2 separate regions of the Arachis hypogaea genome follow, and region 1 is linked to region 2. Evidence: chromatin contacts called from public Hi-C data. All regions are on one chromosome and are shown on one strand. Each heading gives the region's core, a stretch centred on a gene start, on an enhancer-like site or on the middle of the called end of the contact. The rest is flanking DNA. Distances are from core to core; before and after follow the strand shown. Region 1 overlaps LOC112715415 (auxin transporter-like protein 1). Region 2 holds the start of LOC112715412.

Evidence for each region. Hi-C and Micro-C count contacts between places; a contact is called where the count stands out from the background.
Region 1: a Hi-C map of leaf shows a contact between it and region 2, with 2.1 times the contacts expected there. The contact joins the enhancer-like site here to the promoter of LOC112715412 in region 2. A contact is called at or near these places in 2 of 8 Hi-C or Micro-C datasets (both in leaf).

Annotation. Positions count from the first base shown.
Region 1 is chr10:25,054,121-25,060,524 of arahy.Tifrunner.gnm2.J5K5, reverse strand. LOC112715415 (auxin transporter-like protein 1) reads left to right here. Exons shown (of 9, transcript XM_025767182.3): 6 at 443-540; 7 at 1,164-1,371; 8 at 2,186-2,443; 9 at 3,709-4,166. The coding sequence ends at 3,936. Among protein-coding and RNA genes, the nearest start is that of LOC112715415, 5.3 kb to the left of the region's middle. Within about 2 kb of position 3,549, at least 2 of the 3 cell types and tissues checked have open chromatin away from gene starts, as enhancers often do.
Region 2 is chr10:25,001,668-25,008,547 of arahy.Tifrunner.gnm2.J5K5, reverse strand. LOC112715412 reads right to left here and starts at 4,504. Exons shown (of 5, transcript XM_025767180.3): 1 at 3,556-4,504; 2 at 3,299-3,422; 3 at 1,809-1,923; 4 at 130-1,266. The coding sequence starts at 3,757.

The sequences.
Region 1 (6,404 bases), core at 2,300-4,799, 53 kb before region 2:
AAAAGATTTTTTTATTTATTAATCATATTTGGATAATATAAGATAAAAATATTTTTGTTGTTTATTTATTATATGAAAAATATCTTTATTTTTTTAAAGAAAAAATCTTTTAAAAAAAATAAATTATATTTTCTCAAAAAAGATATTTTTTTTAATATTTTTATTTTTATTATTAAAAATCTGCCAAACATATTAAAAAATAAAAAAATTATTTTTTTAATTTAGTGACACTTAAACAAGCATATAATATTTATATAAAATATCTAAAAGATTAGTTTTGTTGGACGAAAATAATAAAATAATAAAATATAGCCCAATTGACTATTGAGTCCACTGGCTAAACAGAGATTTGCTTTCTAAATATTTTCAAATGGTTTCGCTAGATCTCATAAAGCCTCCATTAAAAAAAAAAAAGATAAAATAAATAAATTTAATGATGCAGGTAGAAAATGTGACCCATTCGGGCCCATCCAAAATGGTATTGTATTTCACAGGCGCCACAAACATTCTCTACACTTTCGGCGGCCACGCCGTCACCGTGTAAGTCCCCTTTTTATTTTTGATATTCCACTGAGACGTTTCCTTATTATTTTGCTCATTAAGTTAGACAAAATAATAATCACATTGTTCTTTATGTACTTAAATATATAGTCCAATTCACACATCATTAGTGGCGTTGGATAATTTCATTTCACAGAGCCACAGACTCTTTCTTCAATTGCGGCCTTTTTTGCTTGCATTTCCAATGGCACTTTCGTAAATAAGACAAACTGTATATCTGGCACTTTTGAACCGCATTGCATTACAATTAGTATGTCTCCATGTCTTTGGCTTAGTGTTATATATAATAATCTGTCACAACCATGACAAACAAAAAATTGAATCTTTATTGAAATTTTAAAGTGAAGCCCTGACCCCACAATGTCTCAGTTGCACCTACTTAAACCTATAAAATGAAGAAAATTTTGTGACATTTTTACTGTCTCTCATTATGCGCGTGGAAATTTTTTATGATTGCACAATTTCTTGATGTAACTAAGAATTTTTTCGATTCTTTTTTCAAGTACAGCTCATTGATTTTTGACCAAACAATTTCACCTTTTTAAGATTAAAGTTGTAGTGAAATACTAAGATATGATGATGACTATGACTATTATTGGCAGGGAAATCATGCATGCAATGTGGAAGCCACAGAAGTTCAAATATATCTATCTTTATGCAACTCTTTATGTGTTCACCCTAACCCTACCATCTGCCACTGCCGTTTACTGGGCCTTTGGTGATCAACTCCTGGACCACTCCAACGCCTTCTCCCTCCTCCCCCGGAACGGTTGGCGCGACGCCGGAGTCATCCTAATGCTCATTCACCAGGTCCACATTTAATTCATTTCCCTTGAGCTACCTAGCTTGCTTGACGAATCACAAATTCTAAATGGATTTCTCTTTCTGGTTAAAAATAATTGTCATTCTGAAAATATTAATAGTGTTTTAGTAATTTTTTTAAACCAATTATTTAGTTTTTTGATTGGTTTACAAATGGCTAATGTAACGTTAATATGAACTTAGTGTAAAAAAGAACATGACCAAATGACCCCCCAAAAAAAAAAAAAAAAATCAGACGTGTTTGGTTTATATTTTTTTAGTCTTTTTTATTTTCGAATTTTGAAAAGAAAATGATATAATAAAATTAGTTTTTAAGTTTTTCTTCAAAAAAAACCCGAAAAATGGAAAATAAAATAAAAACTAGACCTATTTGGTTTTAAAATATATATTACTTTGATTTTTAATGTTTTATATTTTCACAATTCTATAAAGAAGAAAAAAACCGTATTTCTGTTTCCTATTTTTAGTTTTATCCTCGCAAAAATTCTAAAAACAGAAATAAAAATAAAAACACAAATCAAATGAAATCTAAAATAAGCCTATTTTCAAGATTTTATAAAGAATAAAAATATAACAATGAAAACAATAAAATTGTATTTTTACTGTTTTTAGTTTCCTTCTTTACGAAAAGTTCTACAAGAAAGAGCCATTTAAAATGCTCAAAAAAAAAAAAGGGAACTAATGAGGCCTAGCAAGGCAAGGGCTTTAGTAACAAAATATGAAGTATAAATAATATAACACATATGCTTGTAACTTAATGTTATAATCGGGGTATTTACTAACCTATGCATAATTGAGACAGTTCATCACATTTGGATTTGCCTGTACGCCATTGTATTTTGTGTGGGAAAAAGTGATAGGGATGCATGACACAAAGAGCATATGTTTGAGGGCATTAGCAAGGTTACCAGTGGTAATACCAATATGGTTTCTGGCAATAATCTTCCCATTCTTTGGGCCTATAAACTCAGCTGTGGGTGCTCTCTTGGTCAGTTTCACTGTCTACATCATTCCTGCCTCTGCCCATATGCTCACTTTCAAGTCTGCCTCCTCTAGACAGGTAAAACACAAATCCTTACCTTTTTGTGTCTACCACTTAATGTTCACTTTGCTCCCACATTTTAATAAATTAAATCCTCCAAGGAACTAACTTCACTTATGTCCCTCAAAGGGCTTATTTGACCTCTGACTCCTTACAACATTTTTATATGAGAAATTATACAAAATTATTTTAGCACTTTTATACTTCATAAAATATTACTCCATCCCTTGAAAAGATATCATGTGTAATATGACTTAACTTCAAGAGAAATTACTCAAATTAGTAAAATTTAATCTTTTAGTATTGCCCAAAAAGAAAATTTCTTTGACAATATAATAAATTTAGGTTGTGTTTGTTTGATGTGATTACCCACATTAATCTTTAAAGCAAAAAAGCTAGCTATAGAGAGGACTAAGATAATAACAATAACAAATAAATAAATAAAAAGAGGAGTACGTTGGGAATCCATGACTTCCAATTGGTTGACCAGCATATAAATGTATTCTTAATACTCTTTTGGTGGTGCGGTGTGTATGTGTTTCGAGGATATCATTCCAGCTTCACTATTTTTAACCTGCAACTGACTTTCTATCTCCAAGACGGTATAAGTCCCAATCCCACTATTTCTATTTTCTATCATATCCGAATTTGGAAAAATTATTGAGACAAGATATGGTTGGTGTCTTTTCTTTGTCATTTAGATAGTTATATGCTATAATCTTTAATACCAGTAGTGACCCTAACCCTAACCATAAGCTAGGTTCGCTAATCACTCTTTTAAGAAATCTGATATAGATTTCGTTTGATTGGGTATTGAACCTACATCAATTAAGTCAGATACCTTATCTTATGATGGGAGAGTGAATCGACTCAAGTGGAAGAATAGAAAAATTTCAAGTGTATCACATAATTAAGTGTTCTAGTTGTTTTAACCATTAATTTCTGTCATATTATATATATATAATTGAGATTAATGGCTAAAATAAGAGAAACAGCGGTAAATATTCCCCAAGTAAAATAACACTTTTAACAATGGGTTGGATCATGTCTAAACCTAACTCCTTAAAGTGACCCTACATAGTAGTCACATCACTATACTAGATTACTATCCCATCCTAAGTCCAAACAGGCATTCATGCCAGCAAGTTAGCTACTACATTTGCACTACTTCTGACTATCAAGTATCAACAATTACAAAACAAGCTTACTAATTTTTCAAGGATCTTTCTTTTATAATTTTTTTTTAATTTTTAATTGATGATATTTTGGTCTTTTTTGAACAGAATGCTGCAGAGAAATTGCCATGGTTCATCCCTAATTGGACAGTCATGTACATAGTCAACGCATTTGTGGTAGTATGGGTTTTTGTACTGGGCTTTGGGTTTGGAGGGTGGGCCAGCATGACAAATTTCATCAAGCAAGTGGACACATTTGGGCTTTTCGCCAAATGTTATCAATGCCCACCAAAAATCATACCTTCCAAAAATCATACTATTACTATGTATCACTAAGTTAAAAAACATATTGATCCAAAAAAAAAAAAGTTAAAAAACATAGGACTATATTATCCTAGCTATATATCTTTTGAATAAATTTTCATATCATAGATACATTATGGTGAATGATTATGATTAATTATAAAACTTATTGTATGTACCTAGAAATAGGGACATCAAAATCAAATCAAAGTAAAGACATGCACGAAATTTTCTAATAATATTTTCCAGCCCTTTAAATGACCAATATAATCATTCGCCCCCAATAACGATTATTATAGACAGCCGTTAATAGTGATATAGCTTTGTATGATTTTGTGTGGGCCCTACTATTTTTTTGTTTGGGCCCTACTTTTTTTGTTGAATGATATAAACAAAATTGAATAGGAGTATTGCAGTGAATTTGCCTCACATGGCTAGCAAGTCCATTTAAAGTGAAAAATAAAGAGGAGTTTTGTTACATGATTGATGGACAAACTCAAAATAGAAGCTCATGACTTCATAAGCTAAAAGCCTAAAAGGGTTATTGGAGTATTATTGATAAGGATGAGTTGGCGTCTGTCGCTTTGAAAATCTTTTCACCGCTGCTTTAGTTTATTATTATTTTTATCTTTATATCGAGATCAACTAAGAAATTAATTTTTTTTAATATTAGCTAATTTTTTAAGTTAAATTATAAATCTTAAATTTTAAATTCTAAATTTTAAATTTTTAATTATAAATTTAAATTCTAATAAAGATAAGGATTAAAAATGTAATTTTATATAAAGAATTTACTAATATAAATTTGTTAAAAATTAATTTCTTATATTTAATTTTTTTATTTTTGTTGGAATAGTATTAAAGTATTATTAAATTAGTATTTATATTTAAATTTAAATATTAAACGGTTATCTTTTTTTTTTGGCATTGTTTAAGGCCTATAAATAAGTTAACACTTTTATCATATCATGTACATAGTAGATACACATGGTAAATAAATATACATATATCATTTTTAACGTGTTATCAAAACTATAGCATCCAATAGTATGAGATTGTTGCCCAAATTCTCTATTGAGGGCAAATTTTGTTCATGTATATAACACCCCATTTTTTTTTATAGCTTTTGTTTGATCACCAGTTTTTTGTTGCCCAAATGGTGTTGTTATGCACTTCACACTTAGGGCCGACAATATATATTTTATTTGCGAAAATTTAATCTAACTCAATCTGATTAGATAGAATTATTTATCCTGTTTATTTGATTTATTGCGAATAAGTTAGAGTGCAGATTTAGGATATACTTTATCTTTTTTTATTCGCACCTCTAATATATTATATGATATATATTTAAAAATTTAATATGAATTAAAGAAAGTGGGTATTAAACCCATAATTTTTTTTTTCTTTTTTTTTTAACATCAAAGTAACCATTTAACTAATTATTTAAATTACTAATTTAGTATGTTTGTTATTTAAAAAGTAATGTTGGAAGAAATAAAAGTTAGAAAAAGAGTGACAAAATATTTATCTTTGTTTATATTATTTTAATTTTATTAAGAACTTAATGATCATGCTATTTGTAATTTTATGTTAGATTTCGTTAAAATTTTATTATTTTTAATTTTAATTTAAACTTTGTTTTTTATTTTCTATTTTATTAGTATGTATGAAATATGGAATGATTGAATTTTATATTTGTTTGAAAAAAATTGATTTTTTTGTGGATAGAGTCGGACATGATAGGATTGAGAACTTTAGGATGCGAGTAAGGTTAGGGTTAAATTTTAAGAAAGTTTTCGATCGACGAATAGAATTAAGATAGAGTCCAAACCATATCCTAGTCATTGCCATTTCTACTCACACCTTGATACACCACTCAAGTAGTTCAACTCCCAAAAAAAACCTTTGTCCCCTTACATGTTTTATCATCATGTCACCAAGTCTAAGTTTACGCAATTCCATTTGCATCTCAAGTTTGAGCAATTTTACTTGTTAGAGATTTTTGCAGTTCAATATGTACCACAAGTTTCTGTAATTTTATCTGCATTTCGAATTTTCAGCCGTTTTATTTGTTTTCAAATTTTTTCAGTTTTGTCTACTTTCTAAATTTATGTAGTATCGCTTATTTTGAATTTTTAACAATTCCGTTTGGATGCAAAATTCTCACAATTTTATTTATATGTTGATAAATTTTTGTACTTTAGTATTGAAATTCAAGATAGTCATATTAACTCTAGTTGAATTTAAAAAATATTAAAATAATATCTAAATATTAATTAGATTAGTATTTAAATTTGAATTTATAGAGAATTATCCTTCTAATTTCTTTTTTATTTGGTTAACACGTAAATAAATGGTACCTTTTATTATATCATATACATAATAATAAATATACAAATATATTTTAATTTCTTCTAGCTTTCTAATTTCTTTTTATAAACAATGCACTAAAGCACTAAATAGAAAGATAACTCTAAGAGTAACTACTCTAAGATAGC
Region 2 (6,880 bases), core at 3,255-5,754:
AAGGTACTTTGATGCCATAAAATCTCTAAATCTTGAAATGCCATGCACTAATTAACTACAGATTGCAGCATTGAAATTTTTAACATAGTTATTTTCATCTAGTGCATAAAATGTTGGGAAGATACATACCATGTGCCTAATAGCCATATCCAAGGACTTCTTTGAAAGTGTTCTTCCAAAGCCCGAGCTATCTGGAGATGAAGTGGACTTGCCAGACAAATTACTAAGGGGAGAGTTTTTGTCATCAGACATTGGTGGTGCTAGTTTTCGCATATTTATTACCCTCTCGACCATTTTGTTCCCTATTACAACAGGACTGACATTATCATTCACTTTGGAATGCCCGCGGCTAACTGCTGGCATAGAATTTCCGCTGATGTGAGCAATTCCATTGGAAGATCGCCCCCTTGAAGGAGAACACGATTGCCGTCTGGGTCTTCCGGTGGAAGCAGGCTCAATAGATGAAGACCGAGAAGTAGGGGCTCCAGGCCTGCCCCTAGTTGCTGACAGTGGCCTATCAGGAAGTGTTGTCCTTAGGTTGGGTGGAGCATCAAGTGAAAAACCTGGCATTTCAGACGGCTTCCATGGTCTAGATCTCACTGTTGGTGAAGTGCCACGTGACGGTACCGGCTTTGATGTCACAGGAGCTGGCTGCCTTGATGTCACAGGGGCTGGCAGCCTTGATGTCACAGTAGCAGGCTGTCTTGATGTTGCAGTAGCAGGCTGCCTTGATGTTGCAGAAGCTGGCCTGGAGTTTGAAGGAATCTTAATTGAAGACGAAGAAACATTGAGTTCACTTGATGGTGTCAATGGTCGCCGAGTAGGGGTAGATGCTCTTGATGTGGACCTGGAAGGAGGCAAAGTAGGTCGGCTAGTTGGTGTTGATGATCTTGCTGTAGATCTTGACAAAGGGGTAGAGGATCTCGATGGAATGGTGGATTTAGCTGCAGGAGTTGCGATCTTAGTAGCAGAGGTGGAAGTCTTGGTGGCAGAAACTGCCGACCTGTTTGTGGAAATTATAGTCTTGGATGTAGGAACTGTGGTCCTAGATGAAGATAAAGTAGCCCGAGTAGGTGTTGAAGGCCTTGATGGTTTTGAAGTTGTGGTCAAGGTAGGACGGCCAGTAGGAGTTGCAGGCCGTGATCCAGGACCTCCTGACGAAGATGGCCTCCTTGTTCCACCACTTGAAGAGCTCAATGGGGAGGAAGCTGATTGTTTAGATACTAAGTTTGTCCTGCCAGCAGGCTCAGACTGAGGATTTGCCAACTATAAAACCACAAGGAAACAAATATAAGAAAAAAAATACCTGAAACTAAAACAGACAACCAAGCTTTATCCCAGTTCGTGGCATCAGAAAAATAGAAAAATCAATGCAATTGGACTAAAATGTTTCAGCAAAGCACTAAAAGAACCCTACTTTATTATTTAAAAAAAAAAAAAACAGTACAACAATAGAGCATCAACAATTTTCTTATCATTATAAAAGGTAAAAACCAAGACTTATAAATTTACTCGAAGGTAACAATGAGATCAATGCATATTTGCCATAGTGCGGCACTCAAAGCAAGGGGTTCTTAGGGAATACATATAATAAGTCATTTCTAGTCAAATCACCTTTTTCAGCTTAAAGTCAAGTTTGTCAATTGTAAGGATACTGCAAAATAATGACATTCAAACAAAAGTTCACTCAAAATACGAACTTATAAGGAAAATTACAATTTCATTAACAATGTCAAATCAGATACAAATGGTGAATGCCTGCCATTTGATTGATAAGACAATTCACATGATCTGAAGTAGCTGCTTACTCTAGATTTTACTGCTGTGGGACGTGCGGCTGGAGTTCCAAGCTGACTCATAACAGTCTTTCGAGATTCCATCTCCAGAGATGGAAAAAGAGGAGTACCAGGAGGAGTTAAAAGCCTGAAAAGATTAACAATAACCATGATAAGTGTCAATTCAAACAACAATCATCACTAGCATATACATAACTTAAACAGGCGAAGTCAGTTACAAGTGTAGGAGGACAGATACTAAATTACATGTGGTAACAGAAACCAGCAATATTAATAGCAGTTAACTATTTAATTTCCAGATAGTTTAACTAATTTTTAAGCTTTTGTTTTAAGTGGTAATTTGGTCAGTTTTAGAGTTCTGATGTCTTATTTGTAAACCCGAAAGATTCTTAACTGTGCTAATGGGTTTCGAATTGCATTCTTAACTGTAATTTTGGGACCAATAAAAGAATTAAGCTAGAAGGTCATGTTATTGGAAAGATCTTAGCAAGCATGGTAAAGCCTAAGCGTTGTCCCAAATGATTCATCCAGTGTATGGAGACCTTTTTCTTGAATCTTGAATGCAGAATAATTAAGAATCTGTTGCTTTCCAAATTGGCTAACAAATTCATTTCTCATCAAAGCATATAAGTTAGCCATATGCTTCTCAAATTTTCTATTCAAATTTTATTATGGGGACTGCCAAAAAATCGACTAACAATGCCTTTATCATCATAATTATGAAAACTTAAAAAGTGGATAAGCAATTGAAAAAAAGTGTATAGTAAAATAAAGAAAAAAGCAACCACAACCTCATCATCCCAACCTACAACTAATTCTTAACAGTTTTTAAAGATCTTTTTGAAAAAAATTTGAAATTTGTCCATTATTCTACATTATTCTCTATTTCTTTGGGAGATGAACAAGAACTCAGATTCATCTTTTGAGAAAGAGTTGCACAAGCTGTTGTTGCTTCCAAGTTGAATTAATCATTTTCAGATATCAAGAGCTTCATTTTATCATTTTCTCAAAGAACAGAATGTGTTCTGACTTTTTGTGAAGAATTTCAAAACTACTCACTTGAAGAAAGTCACTATTTATAATCACATCAAGCCTTGAAACAAGCAGGGTTCAAGGTAGAAGGGACATCACATCTACTTCCCCCAAAAAGGAGGAAACTCAAATAACAAAATCAAAATCCATATACTTATACATATGAAATATCGTTTGGTGTAATATGGAAATGAAAGCAGCCAACACCAACAATGGTACCGTGTATAACTCAGAAAAATATGACAATAGTGAAAATCTATGCAAGACAGGGTCGGATACCGGCAAAAACACTGTTAAATTGAAAAACAATGCTTAGGGATCTAAGGTCCCATAAAAAGGAAAAAGAAATGTCAACAAAAGAAACTTAAAACTCCATAATTGACACTAATAAACACGATGGCAATTGGCAAGCAAGATAAACGCGTTGGATAAAAATTAGGCAAGCCATAAATAGAAAGGTAAGAACATACCAGTCATAATCATTTTTATCATTTTCAGAATTGAGAAAATCATCAGCACCGGTCTTCCTCATAGGTGCCGGCGTTGATGAAGAAATGTTGAATATTGGAGAAGTACTCAGATTCGAATTTGAACCTGCAAACCATTAATCTCGAAATAATAACTTATCCAAGTTCAAAGGCCACTAATCTCAGTCAACTAAAGTCATCTAAACATTAGAAAATAATTAAAAAAAAAAACGAAGAAACTCTGAACATGAAATCTATACCGAGAGCTGAATCGAACTCTTCTGAGGTGTGAAGCAGAAGATCGTTGCGCTCCTTCTCACGTTTCTTCATCTCAAGGAACAATGCGAGTTCCTCGTCCTTCTCTTTCGCGGCAGAAGAACCCCTCAAACCCCCAAATTGTTGCTGCCTCTGCTTCAACGCACCTTGCATTTGCGATTCTTGAGCCCTGAAACTGCGATTCATCTCCTAAAATCGAAAACTCCACGAACCCTAGGGGCAAAATAGTAACTACAAAAAACCCTTCTAAAAAAGCCCCAATCCAAAAGCCACAAGAACCTAACTCACTTCTCTTTTTCCTTTTTCTCGGTAACGTCACCCGAAAAGAAGGTTCCAACAACCGAACGCAACGGGAGCTGAACGAGAAAATGAATCTCACTTTCTCGCGCGCGCTCTCTCTCTCTCTCTCTCTCTCTCCCGAAGTTCGAATCTGTTCGAGAAAATCGAAGATGCTCTTTTCTAGCTGGAACAAAACGGCATTGTAGCTTAAAGAAAAAAATAGGAAAAACCGAAACTCTTTTACACTCTAGAGAAGAAGCGTTGGAGCTGAAACCGCCATTGTCGCGTGGCGAAGGTGAGAATGAGAAGCGCGTGCGAGAAGAGAGAGATCGGGAAACGTAAAACTTTAGCTAACCGGTGAGGAGAGAGAGAGATGAGAGTGAGAGAAAGGAGAGAGAGGAAGTGGCACTGTGTTGTAATTGCAAACGAAGGTTGGAGGGCAAGATTGAGAATATAGGATGAACAGAAACTGTAACAGCTGTTGTTGGTCCTGTCTTCTGACGCCACGTTTTGCGTTGGGGTGTGTAATTACGGTAGTACCCCTTATGCTGTATTCCTTGTTTTGAATTTTAGCAATAGTGTGTCTTTGTAGCCATTCGCATTCTTGTTTATGCCCGTGAGACGGTGAGAGAGTAGGCTTTGACGAATGGTCTTAATTAATTGTTTTAAGTAAAACTTTTAACCCCGCCAAAAAAAGAAAATAAAAAATAGACAATTTATATTTATACGAATAAAACAAATAGTCAATTTTTGAATGAAAAATATATAAATTTGGATGTACATGTACTTGCGTTTAAGAATTCGATTAATATATAACCAGTTATAAATCAATTTTAAATTTGTTATTCAATTTTATTCGATTCAGATCACCCTCTTGGATATGAATAGGGGTGTAAGTTACCGAACCAGATCGAAAATTATCGTAGAATCGAGCTGAATTTTACAACAATCGATTAGAAAATCAAAAAAATCGGTTTTTTATTTTTTTGAACTAAATTGATCGGTTTGGTTCGATTCTCGGTTGACTCGACAGAAATTGAACCAAACCGGACCGAACCGAAGAATGAGGGTTCAGTAATGTGTGTTTTTACTTTGTTGCCCTTTAACCTAGGTATTTAAGGGACACTCAGCCACAACCCTAGCTTTTTTCTTCTCCCTTTACGCGAATCCTAAACGGCTCACCCACAAAAAACTTTTCTCTCCCATTCTTCCACGGTTCCACCTCCGACCTCCATGCTTAAGAGAAGGAGAGCCTGAGGGAGCCAGAGAGTGTTGTTCAGTGTCCACCATCAAGGAAGTCGCCAATCCTTGCTCGAAGGCGTTCATTCATCATCGTCGCAGGGTCGCCGTCGCTGGGTCGCCGTCGCAACAAAGCCAAAGCCGAGCAGCACTCCAACCAGTCCGTCGCCACATTCGCCGAGCAGCAGTCCGTCGCCGAGCAGCAATCCAGTCGCCAAGCAAGACTCCAGTGGCCGAGCAGTCCAACTCGAGCAACACTCCTGTCACCAAGCCCTCCCCTGCAAAAAGCAACTGAACTGAAGAATGTCTTCTTCGGAGGGTAGAGTTTGTGCTTGGTTTTTTTACAGTAAATAATGTATATATTGTCAACAAAATCCTAGTCTGCAATATTTTTAATGATATTTGTACTTGATTTAGTGGGATTTATAGTGATATTGTACTTGATTTAACATGAATAATTGTTTTTAGAAATTCTATTTGCGGTTCTGTTTTTAGAAATTCTGTTTGTGGGATTTTTAGTGAGTTGTACTGTTATGTGAGTTTCTTATCTTTTAATTTCTTCCAATTTACTTTTGTTTTGGTTATTTCTTATTTTCTGTGAGTGTTGTCCACTTGTATAGGGTAGCTTTCCAATTTATCAACCATGAATGATATCAATTTTCCTCTATCTCATTTTCTCTCGAATTCTGGTTAAGTGTTTATCAAATCAAGTTCTTGTATCTTTTATTCCTAGCCTTGCCGTAAGTCCATTGGATCCTTTAGGTTCCTTGAGATTCATTTATTTTTTTTCTTAATCTAAGTTTTGTATTGCCTGCATCAAGAATTCACAGGATCATGCATCGCTTTCTTTTTTTATTTTCATTTTTTTCCTGGATGAAAAATAGAGACATTCATTGAATACATTGCTTGTGAAATAATAACTTGCCTTCTAGTTGTTAGAATATGTTAGCATTACTTATGTATCCTACGTTTCAATTCATAAACACGAATAGAGAAATGGGGAAAAAATAAATTAGTTATGGTTCTGTTTATGAGCTGCTTTGGTTTTGCTTATGAGTTGTGTATCAGCTGCTTATGTCTTAAATTGGTTTTGCTTATCAGTTGCTTTAGTTGTACTGTTATGAGTTGCTGTGGTTTTGTTCTGTATATATATGGCTGTATATAATTAAAAATGCTAATTTTTCATAAGCTGCTTATGAGTTGTTGTGGTTTTGTTGCTGGAAACAAAACTTTTGGTGTTGTTCATGAGTTAAAAATGCTAATTTTTCATTGTTCTGTTTATATATATGCATCCAACAAGCAATGAGGTGCCCAATAAGTGGACGCCTGAAGTTGGGGGTGAAAATGTTGAGTTCGTGGTACGTTCTTCAACGGACAGCGGTGTGCTTACCAAACCCCCACCCCATCCTAGATCAAAGAAGTGGAAGGTTGACTCAACTAATGTGGGTGCAATTCCGGGAGCAACTCCTACAATTCCAGCTCCAAGCACTGTGGAAACTAATAAAGAGGATGGCAAGGATGAAGCTAATGAAGGTAATAGAAAACCTTCTAGACCTAGATCTTGGACTTGGAAACACTTTACAAAGGATCCTAAGTCCAAGCCATCACATCCTAGGGCTAAATGTAATTGGTGTGGTGCATCATATGCATGTGACTCTCATAGAAATGGTACAACTAATATGCGTTATCATTTGTTGAACCAATGTAAAAAATTTTCTAGGAACTCGGGTGACCCTAGTCAAATAATCCTTACCTTCCAACAAAAAAAAGGGGTGAAGGGGTATTTACTGC